Linked DNA regions of Sus scrofa: all the other regions are linked to region 1. Evidence: chromatin contacts called from public promoter capture Hi-C data. All regions are on one chromosome and are shown on one strand. The core of a region is the stretch at or near the end of the contact, and the rest is flanking DNA. Distances in the headings are between cores, read along the strand shown.

Region 1 (2,700 bases), core at 192-2,691:
GAGGGAGCCTTCCTGGAGCTGAGGTCCCAGGAGTTTTATGGGTGTCATGGTGGAGGGTGAGAAGCTGCAGACCACAGGTTGTGGTCAGAGAGGGGGCTGTGGTTATCACCATGTCTTCAGAGGATTAGATGCAGGCCTCCATCCCGCAGTTTGACAGAGACTGTACATTCCAGGAGGGAGAGTCCTGACTCCAGGAAGTCTGAGAGCTGGTGGGCTCTGCACATGTCTGGATGTCGCTGAGCTAGCTTGTTATAACCTACAGCAGCCCTCTGGGGGAAGTTACCTGCCAGGAAGGCGTCCCCCGATACCCAGGGGATGGTGCATTTAATAGTCTAGGGTTGCAAGTTTAAAAAAAATTTTTTTTGGAGGGGGGACCCTAATTTCAGGTCCCTGTTTCATAATCTAAGTTTCATAACTGAAGTTATTATCATTGAAGACCAATTTCATAACTGAAGTTTCTCTGAATCCTAAAAGCAGGTAAGTGTCTCTCTTTCTGGAGCCATGAAAGGCTCTGGTCATTCAGTAGTTTTTAACCTCCCTTGAAACTGTATAGAGTTAGAGTGGTTCCTAGCTCGGCATTTTCGCCCCCCAGGAGACATTTGGCAATGTGTGACATTTTGGCAATGTGTGGCAAATTTAATTAATTTGTTTATTTTGGCTGCATCCTGGGCAGGGATCTAACCTGTACCACAGTGTCCTTAACCCACTGAACCACCAGGGAATTCCCTGGATCCATTTTCAGCTGTCACAATTTTGTGTGTGTGTGTGTTGTTTCTGGCATCTAGTAGGTTGAAGCCAGGGTTGGTGTTAAACACCCCACAACAGAAATGATGCAGGCTCAAATGTCAATAGTGCCGAGGTTGAGAAACCCTGGGACAAGAAGCTGAAGATCTGAGGTCTGTTCATGGTCAGGAAAGCTGCCCAGGTGCTTTTCACAAAAGAAGGGTATTGAACTTCATTTCTTGGCTTGATTTCAAGTGGATAATTATAACCTGCCTACCTAAAATTTACACTTTAATTTTCAGTGGGTATCTTTCTTCAGTTCATGCTTAAACAGGCTTAGTGTGGCTGTGTTCTTGACAACAGGGCAATAGTCTACGGCTGAGTCGGTTACAGGTCAACAGTGAGTGAACCCATTGGTCTGTGAAATGATTTGAAACCTTTGGGAGATAAAAAGCACTAAAATAAGAAACTTGGGACATTATCATCATTATTAATTATTAGTAATATCACAGCACTCATTCAGCCTTTCTCAGGATTCCCATGGGATTCTTATAAGCCCCAAGGTCAAAATCAGATTCCTGACCTTCCCTCTGACCAGACACAGGCCAGAATTAATAAGTTACTGTTAGAAGCAGGGAGCTCTCCTGCTGCAGGGCCCTGCTGCCTGCTGCCAGCGTTTGGGAGGGGCTCTGCAGTGGCAACATCAAGCTTCAAAGCAAATCTTCAATCTTCTATTTGGACTCGCTGTTCCCATATTTAGAACAGAGCAGCACATACTTGTCTGTTGCTTCAAGGCAAGAGCAAATTCTGAAGGTATTAAATAGAGTCTCACTTCAAGCAAACAAGGGAGCCTAGAAAACGTTAAGGGCAAGGGTTTGCCTCTACTTTCCTTATTTTTTAAGATTACAGTTCTTCAGAGTGACAAAATTTAAAATCGGAAGCCAGGCTGCCAACCGTTTGACAAAGCAAATGATTACCTTTTTATAAACCACATAGATTAGTTCGTGAAAGTTGATTTGGCTTTTTTTTTTTTTTTTTTTTTTTAATCAATGTTAAACAAGCCTGGGCAGCTACAGACAGGTATAAAAGGAGCTAGGATTTCCTTTGCAAGGTGTTGGGTTTTGTTTGTTTGTTTTAGTTTTGTTCATTTTCCCTCGGATTTCTGTCTACTGATCTCATCCTGATTTGAAGTTTTGGCACAGTGTGACTTTTGGGATTTTTGAATGGTGGCATATATTGCTTCTCTGCTTGATGTGCCTTTATTTAAGTGGGTTTAGAATGGAGACCCTCCTGTCATGATTCTTCCTTAAAAATCCATACTGTTTCATAGTACAAGTGTTGCTTCTTATATTATGGACAGGATGCCGCTGACTCTAATTTGATGTTTGGTTGCTGACTCATCCTCCCCCTCTTACCTCGGCGCTTAAAAACGTACATTTAAAGGTGTTAGTGGAGGTGAGAGGCAGACATTTTAGCTACAGGGCAGAGTCTGTCTTTACAAAACAAGCTCCTGTGCCCCAAACAGAGCCTGAGACCCTGACTCATGGTGGGAATATTCTCACCTATAGTAAGTGTTAATATGTATTAGCTATTTAGTATGTGCCTCTCAGAGTCCTGAATTTTCCTGTAGGTGACTCAGGAATTGCCACAGGTTTTCAAGGTAGATGTGAATTATTGTCTGTATTTTATACCTGGGGAAACTGAGGCTCAGAAAGTCAGTTAATCTAACCCAAGGTCATGGAGCTGAAAGACTCGGCTAGAATTGGACACAGTCCGTCTGTCTCTAGAGCCTTGCTCTTCATTCCCCCCTCCCCCGACAAGATCTAAAAAGACTGAATAATATTAGCATGTGACAGTTATATAGGTTTTTGTTTTTTTTTTATCTTTTTAGGGCCACACCCACGGCACTTGGAGGTCCCCAGGCTAGGGGTCTAATCGGAGCTGTAGCCACTGACCATAGCCACAGCCACAGCCACA
Region 2 (2,700 bases), core at 188-2,687, 170 kb before region 1:
TGCTCTCCTAATCCCATCATCCCACATTTCAATGGTAAAAACAGGTAGGTTGGTGGTTGAAATCCTGAATATGCAGAACCCCCAAAAGAAAATTCACTTTAATTAAAAATACCAGAGGCTGGCTATTCAGTTCTTCCAAATACGATTTACTGTGTTCTATGTACAAAACCCTGGAGTGATTCTTACAACTTTATTTGGCCTTAAATGACTGCTTTCGTTGTCCTCTCTTCAAAAATCACCTGCTCCTCTCCTTCTCTCTCATATATACTTTGGCACCTCCATTCTTACAAACACGCATACTAGAAAATTTGAGCGGTTCTTTACTCTTTCATTTCCCTCTTCATCATTTAGTGAAAAACATCAAATTCTATGGATAGTTCTTTGGAAGCATCTCAAATCTCCACCTCTCTTTCCATCCCATCCTCACTCTGTATCACTGCCAAAGTGATGCTTCTATAAAACAAGTCTGGAGTCTGCTGCTGCTCAGCTTAAAACCATCTACTGACTTCACTCTGATCATGGGAAAATCCAAACAGCTCAGTACAACCTAAAGGTAGTGCTATGACCTAAAGCTCACTGAACTGACACCAATGGCTTTCCAGTCTTCTCCTCTACTCCATTTCACCTCCAGCATCTTTTTCCTGACCTCTCCCCGCTTCATTACTTCGACTATGCTCCAGAAGCCTGCGTGTGAATTACTAGACCAGTATGGACCCAGTCACAGCACAACGAAAGTGTAAATCTGGCCCTGGGGATAGTGAAAGAAGCAATTAAGCTTAACTCACAGCCCGTGTGCAAAATGGGGAAACCCAGAGAACCGTCTGTTCGAAGCTTTCCCTCCAAGACCAGGTGGGCTCAGCAAACGAACTGTCAAAGGTGAGGCCACAACAGACTTGAAACCGAGGAATGGGGTCGGCTTTCGCCGCCCAGACCTATTTGGTACCCAACCCAGCAGTCCTGAATCACAGACTAACAGACGACAGTTTCGAAACCCAATCTTGGAAACCCGAGGAGGCGCAAGGTTCTGTTAACTCTCCCCATCTCCATGCTCTTTGGGGCGGGGGAGGGGGGGGACCTCTGGTTTCTCTTCAGTTTTTACCTCTCTTGAGTGCAAACGTATCTGTAACTCTACCCTAATACCTTAATCACCAAACCTTCCCACCAAAACCTAGTCCCACCCTTTCCCCCTCCCAGCTTAGCCCATCCTTTCGGCGAGCCGACTATCCCATGGGTCGCCCAGCTCTGTCCCTTTTCCTTACTTCGGCAGCCGAAGGAAACTATTCCGTCTGCTCTTTTATCCTCAGCGGACTCTCCACTTCTTCGTACCAGCTTCCTCCAAACTCCTGTTCCAGCCTGAGCTCCACACCACGAGTGCAACGTTCAACCCACGTTCCACCCTGCCTGCTCCTCCCCCACCGGCCCCTCCGCTAGGAAAGCAGCTTCCGGCTAGAGTCCGCCGCTAAAAAGTTCCCCTTCCTGCTCCGCGCGGGGCCTGGAAGGACGTAAGTGTGGCGGGGAGGATGAGGAACGGAACACTTCCGGCCGGCCTCCGCAGAGAGGCGGGGCTGTAACTCTACCCTAATACCTTAATCACCCGGCTGGCAGCCGCAGCCGCAGCTTCAGGGGCGGGGCCGGTGCCTGCAGAGTCCGCCTTCTGTGAGTGGCTGGGTTTGGGGAGGCGACATTTCTGGAAGCTGATGGAAAGCGCTTGAGTGGTGGAGGTGACGCCAGCGACCAGGGGGTGGGGCGTGATTAAAACTAGTGCGCAGCCGGCAGCGGAGGGATTACGCTAAGAGGCAGGCGCGCGTCCCGTTGCGCACTAGCGATGCGAGCCCGGGTCGGAAGCTGATGCGCCCTTGAGTGACTTGGGTGGGTGGCCGGGCGGGCGAGGAGGAAGGGCTACCCAGCAGGCGGAGGGTGTGATGGAGGCTCTTGGCCGGCGCCCCCCTGCAGCAACGAGGTCTCCTCGACGGCGGGCTGCGCAAGGCCCCCGTAGTTCGCTCTCCTAAAGCCTCAGTGGGAGCCGAGCTGCCACATTGCGTGTTCACAAAGGGTCACCACACACGGAGCTGCCCCTCCCTGTCTCCCTAAACCCCATCTGCGAGGCCAGGGGCTTTTCCACCAGGATTCTGGGTGTTTCTCCTCCTTTGCTCCCTCCCAGATCTTCTAACGGTAAGGGGAGTAGCCAAAGCGCAGGGACTTTGAGCGCCAGGACCCTTTCTTACTTATCAGTAGCCGGAGGGTCCCTGCTGCACTCTTGTCAGCTGCCCTGCCTTGTTTTAACTCAGGGAAAGGGGGAGTTGTCGTGTAGTCTATAAGTTTAAGGCTCTGCTTTCATAGGAAGGTCATGTGGCTTAGGGGACATCGTGATCTCGTGTGCTATTTCTGAGTCTGCATTCTGAATCTTGCGGGCAGCATATTCCAGAAGTCCTTCGCTCGATTGGTTCTGTGTCCAGGAATAACAATATGTAGTTTCTGACCGTTTCAGTACAGAAGAACCACTATTGGCATTTTGGACTATGGGGCTTTTTTATTATTGGTCCCAAACTAAATCGTTATATTCTGGAATACTGCTGAAAATTTTGATAGGGTAGAGGAAGTAGGTCCCGTGTACCAAGGAATTCTTCACTGAGGAGTTCAGTTTTCCGTACTTCTGAATGCAGATAGCCAAGAAATCCAACAGGGAGTTTGTTTTGTTTT
Region 3 (2,700 bases), core at 120-2,619, 200 kb after region 1:
TTTTCTAATTTCTCCCAGATGGACTAAATTGTGGACAGGGAATTTTAGTATGCATAAGAAGAACCTAAACAGTGGGAATTCCTGCAGCGGCGCAGGGGGTTGAGAATTCAACTGCCGTGGCTCAGGTCACTGCAGAGGCGCGGATTTGATCCCCAGCCCCGCACGGGGGTTAAAAGGATCGGGCCTTGCCATAGCTGCGGCAGAGGTGCCACCGCGGAGGGCGCACGACGCCGGGCTCTGCCGTGCCCAGGGCCCTCCGCTGCGTGGGCAGCTGTGCAGCCCGCGCCTCCCTGCCCGTGATGCGCTTAAAAGCAGCGAGGGGTTCCCAGGCTACTCTCCGCCGCAAGAACGCGTCTATCAGAGGGTCTGCTGGCCCGGGAGGCTCCAACATCCTTTTCCTTTTCCCTCCGCGTGTACAGACCTGGGGCCGCAGAGCCTCGCCATCCTGGGGTGGGGTGGGGATGCGGTTCATGACTCCCGGGGACTCAGGCTTGGCAGCTTCTTCTGTTTCCATTCTTGGGAGGAACAAGACACCCCACGTGGAAACAGCCCAGTGTTTTATGAATGGAGGGCCTGAAAAATCATGACATCTGAGGTTCTCTGTCTGGGCACTTACAGGAATCCTGAAGCTGAACTCCAGGGCAAGGTTTCAAAGGAAGCTGCGAAAGAGGCTGCTGGGTGGGCGGAGTGGGGCGCAGCTCTGCAGGCAGCCTGGCTTGGGGGCACTTGGCGGCTCCGAAGTCAGGGGTGGTGGGGCTGGAGGTGCCCTCTGGAAGGGGCTTGGGTCCGGGGGGGGGGGGTCCTCTGGACGTGTCAGGAGACCACTGACAACATCGCATGACCATGGCCGAACCATCTCAAGATTAACCTGCCTTTGGGCGGAAGGGGAAACTTGTGGGTCCCCCGCGGAAACGCTCACAGAAGTCTGTTTGCATAGCTGGAAAAAAGAGCTGTGCTTACAGAGCTGGTCTCCTCTGACATCGTCTCCCCCCACCCGGAGCCCGAGACATACGGAGACATCACCCAGCCCCTGCGGAGTCGTCCCCTGAAAGGTTATCCATTAGCTTCTGCGAGCATGCGACAGTGGCACCTGGCAAGGACAGGTCTTTCTTCCCTTGGCACTGTCTTTTTTGGGGTTAAAACGTCCGGGAGCTGCTTTCAGGTTGCCTGGGATACCAAATGACTTAACAACCCTGACGAGTATAAAACGGTGATAAAAGGAACACGGGCCCCGGATTCGCCCTCGGAGCCGGGCAGGCAGAAGCGTTCATCACGCACAGAGCCCGCCCCGCGCTGGGAGGGAGCCGGTGACAGAGCCAGGCCGGAAGCCGGTGGCCTGAGCGCCGTTGGCCGCTAACGAGGACACGGGATGCCCCGCCTACCGGCCTTGGTAATTTCACGTCCCTCCAAGACCGGGAGAGGTTCCCAGGCAGAGCCTGGCGGCGCCCTCGCTCCGCACACCCGTCCTCGTCCTCATCTCCACGCCTGATTTCACGCAGACTAAAGGGAGCGAGAATCTCAGTTCCAGCAGCAGGAGGCCAGCCACCTTCCTGCCGCGTTCGCGGCTTCCTCCTGTGGCCCCGAGGATGTTTAGCGAGGTGGTCTGTGGCTTCGCTTTCCGTTCGCATCACTCCATGAGCCTCTCATTAATTACAGAATGGAAAGGCCGCCTCTTCCGTGGGAAGATGTGGCCGTGGTCACTCCTTGTTATCACAGTCAGCCTTACTAATGACAGGGTTGGGTCATTGTCTTCCTCCTGGGCTGTGGCTCAGGGCAGAGACACAGAGCCATGGCGCATGTGGCAGGATGTCAGCGGGGGGAGCCAGGGGAAAGACGTATTTATTGTTCTCTTCTTTCAAGTCGTCTGTAGGTTTAAAAGCCTTTCCAAATAAAAGTGTGAGAGTATGTGGTGGAAGCGGGGCCGGGTTGGAGCCTTGGGATAGGATGAGATTTGGGGCTGGGTCGGCCTTGACTCTGACCTTTGTCCCCAGCCCAGGGCTCAACCTTGGCTGCTTAAAGCTTGATACGCTGAGAAAGGCCTGGGAGGAGGGCAGCTTTACAGCAGGAGAGCTCTTGGGGCAAAGGACCCAGGGCCGAGGAAGAGACAGCTGGGGCCCACGCCCTGGCGTGGATGCTCATCAGATTCATTTCCGCTGAGCTACAGCGGGAACTCCAAGAGGTGACTTTTAGAAAGCCCTTCAGCCGCCGCAGGATGGTGGTGGGGTCCCCAGAACAACCAACCCCCAGACGAGAGGGTTGGAACCTTCATCCCCCTGACCCCAAGCCTCCCTGGGGCAGAGCAGCTGGAGGTGAATCGATCACTGAAGGCCAGTGGCTTCGTCACTCGTGCCCACCCAATATGACAGAGCCTCTGTAAAACCCCCAAAGGGTGGCGTTCTGAGAGCTTCCGAGTTGAGGAGCCAGAACGTATCCACGATACGCTGGGCCCCAAACGTCACCGGGCGTGAAGCCTCTCTGTCTGAAACCTCAGCCGTGTATCTCTTCATCTGTCTGGTGACTCTTATCCTTCCCAAGAAGCCAGTGGTCTAGTGCATCAACTCGTCTCCTGAGTCCCGTGAGCCCCCTCAAAGTTGGAATGGACGCAGCGTGGGGGCGGGAGCCTCTGATTTACAGTCAGGTGGTCTGATCCGTGCCTTTGGCTGGCGTCTGAGGTGGGGCATCTTGCGGGGCTGAGCCCTT

The links. Promoter capture Hi-C pulls out the DNA fragments that hold promoters and counts their contacts.
Region 2: a promoter capture Hi-C map of liver shows a contact between it and region 1, with 2.6 times the contacts expected there. The contact joins the promoter of USPL1 here to the enhancer-like site in region 1. A contact is called at or near these places in 2 of 5 promoter capture datasets (fetal skeletal muscle and liver), 6 of 47 Hi-C or Micro-C datasets (embryonic fibroblasts, fibroblasts, liver and 1 more) and 2 of 2 datasets of contacts at active chromatin or transcription factors (alveolar macrophages and skeletal muscle).
Region 3: a promoter capture Hi-C map of liver shows a contact between it and region 1, with 4 times the contacts expected there. The contact joins two enhancer-like sites. A contact is called at or near these places in 1 of 5 promoter capture datasets (liver), 4 of 47 Hi-C or Micro-C datasets (embryonic fibroblasts, heart right ventricle, liver and 1 more) and 1 of 2 datasets of contacts at active chromatin or transcription factors (skeletal muscle).

What each region holds. Positions count from the first base shown.
Region 1 is chr11:7,149,757-7,152,456 of Sscrofa11.1, reverse strand. No RefSeq gene overlaps it. Among named protein-coding and RNA genes, the nearest start is that of HMGB1, 48 kb to the left of the region's middle. Within about 2 kb of position 1,441, at least 12 of the 83 cell types and tissues checked have an H3K27ac peak or open chromatin away from gene starts, as enhancers often do. A contact at or near this core is called in fetal skeletal muscle and liver, where this site is marked.
Region 2 is chr11:7,319,924-7,322,623 of Sscrofa11.1, reverse strand. USPL1 (SUMO-specific isopeptidase USPL1) reads right to left here and starts at 1,437. Exons shown (of 9, transcript XM_021065545.1): 1 at 1,260-1,437. It also overlaps a transcript of HMGB1 not described here.
Region 3 is chr11:6,946,445-6,949,144 of Sscrofa11.1, reverse strand. The region is part of intron 2 of LOC106505250 (a long non-coding RNA gene); the gene reads left to right. Among named protein-coding and RNA genes, the nearest start is that of KATNAL1, 120 kb to the left of the region's middle. Within about 2 kb of position 1,369, at least 43 of the 83 cell types and tissues checked have an H3K27ac peak or open chromatin away from gene starts, as enhancers often do. A contact at or near this core is called in liver, where this site is marked.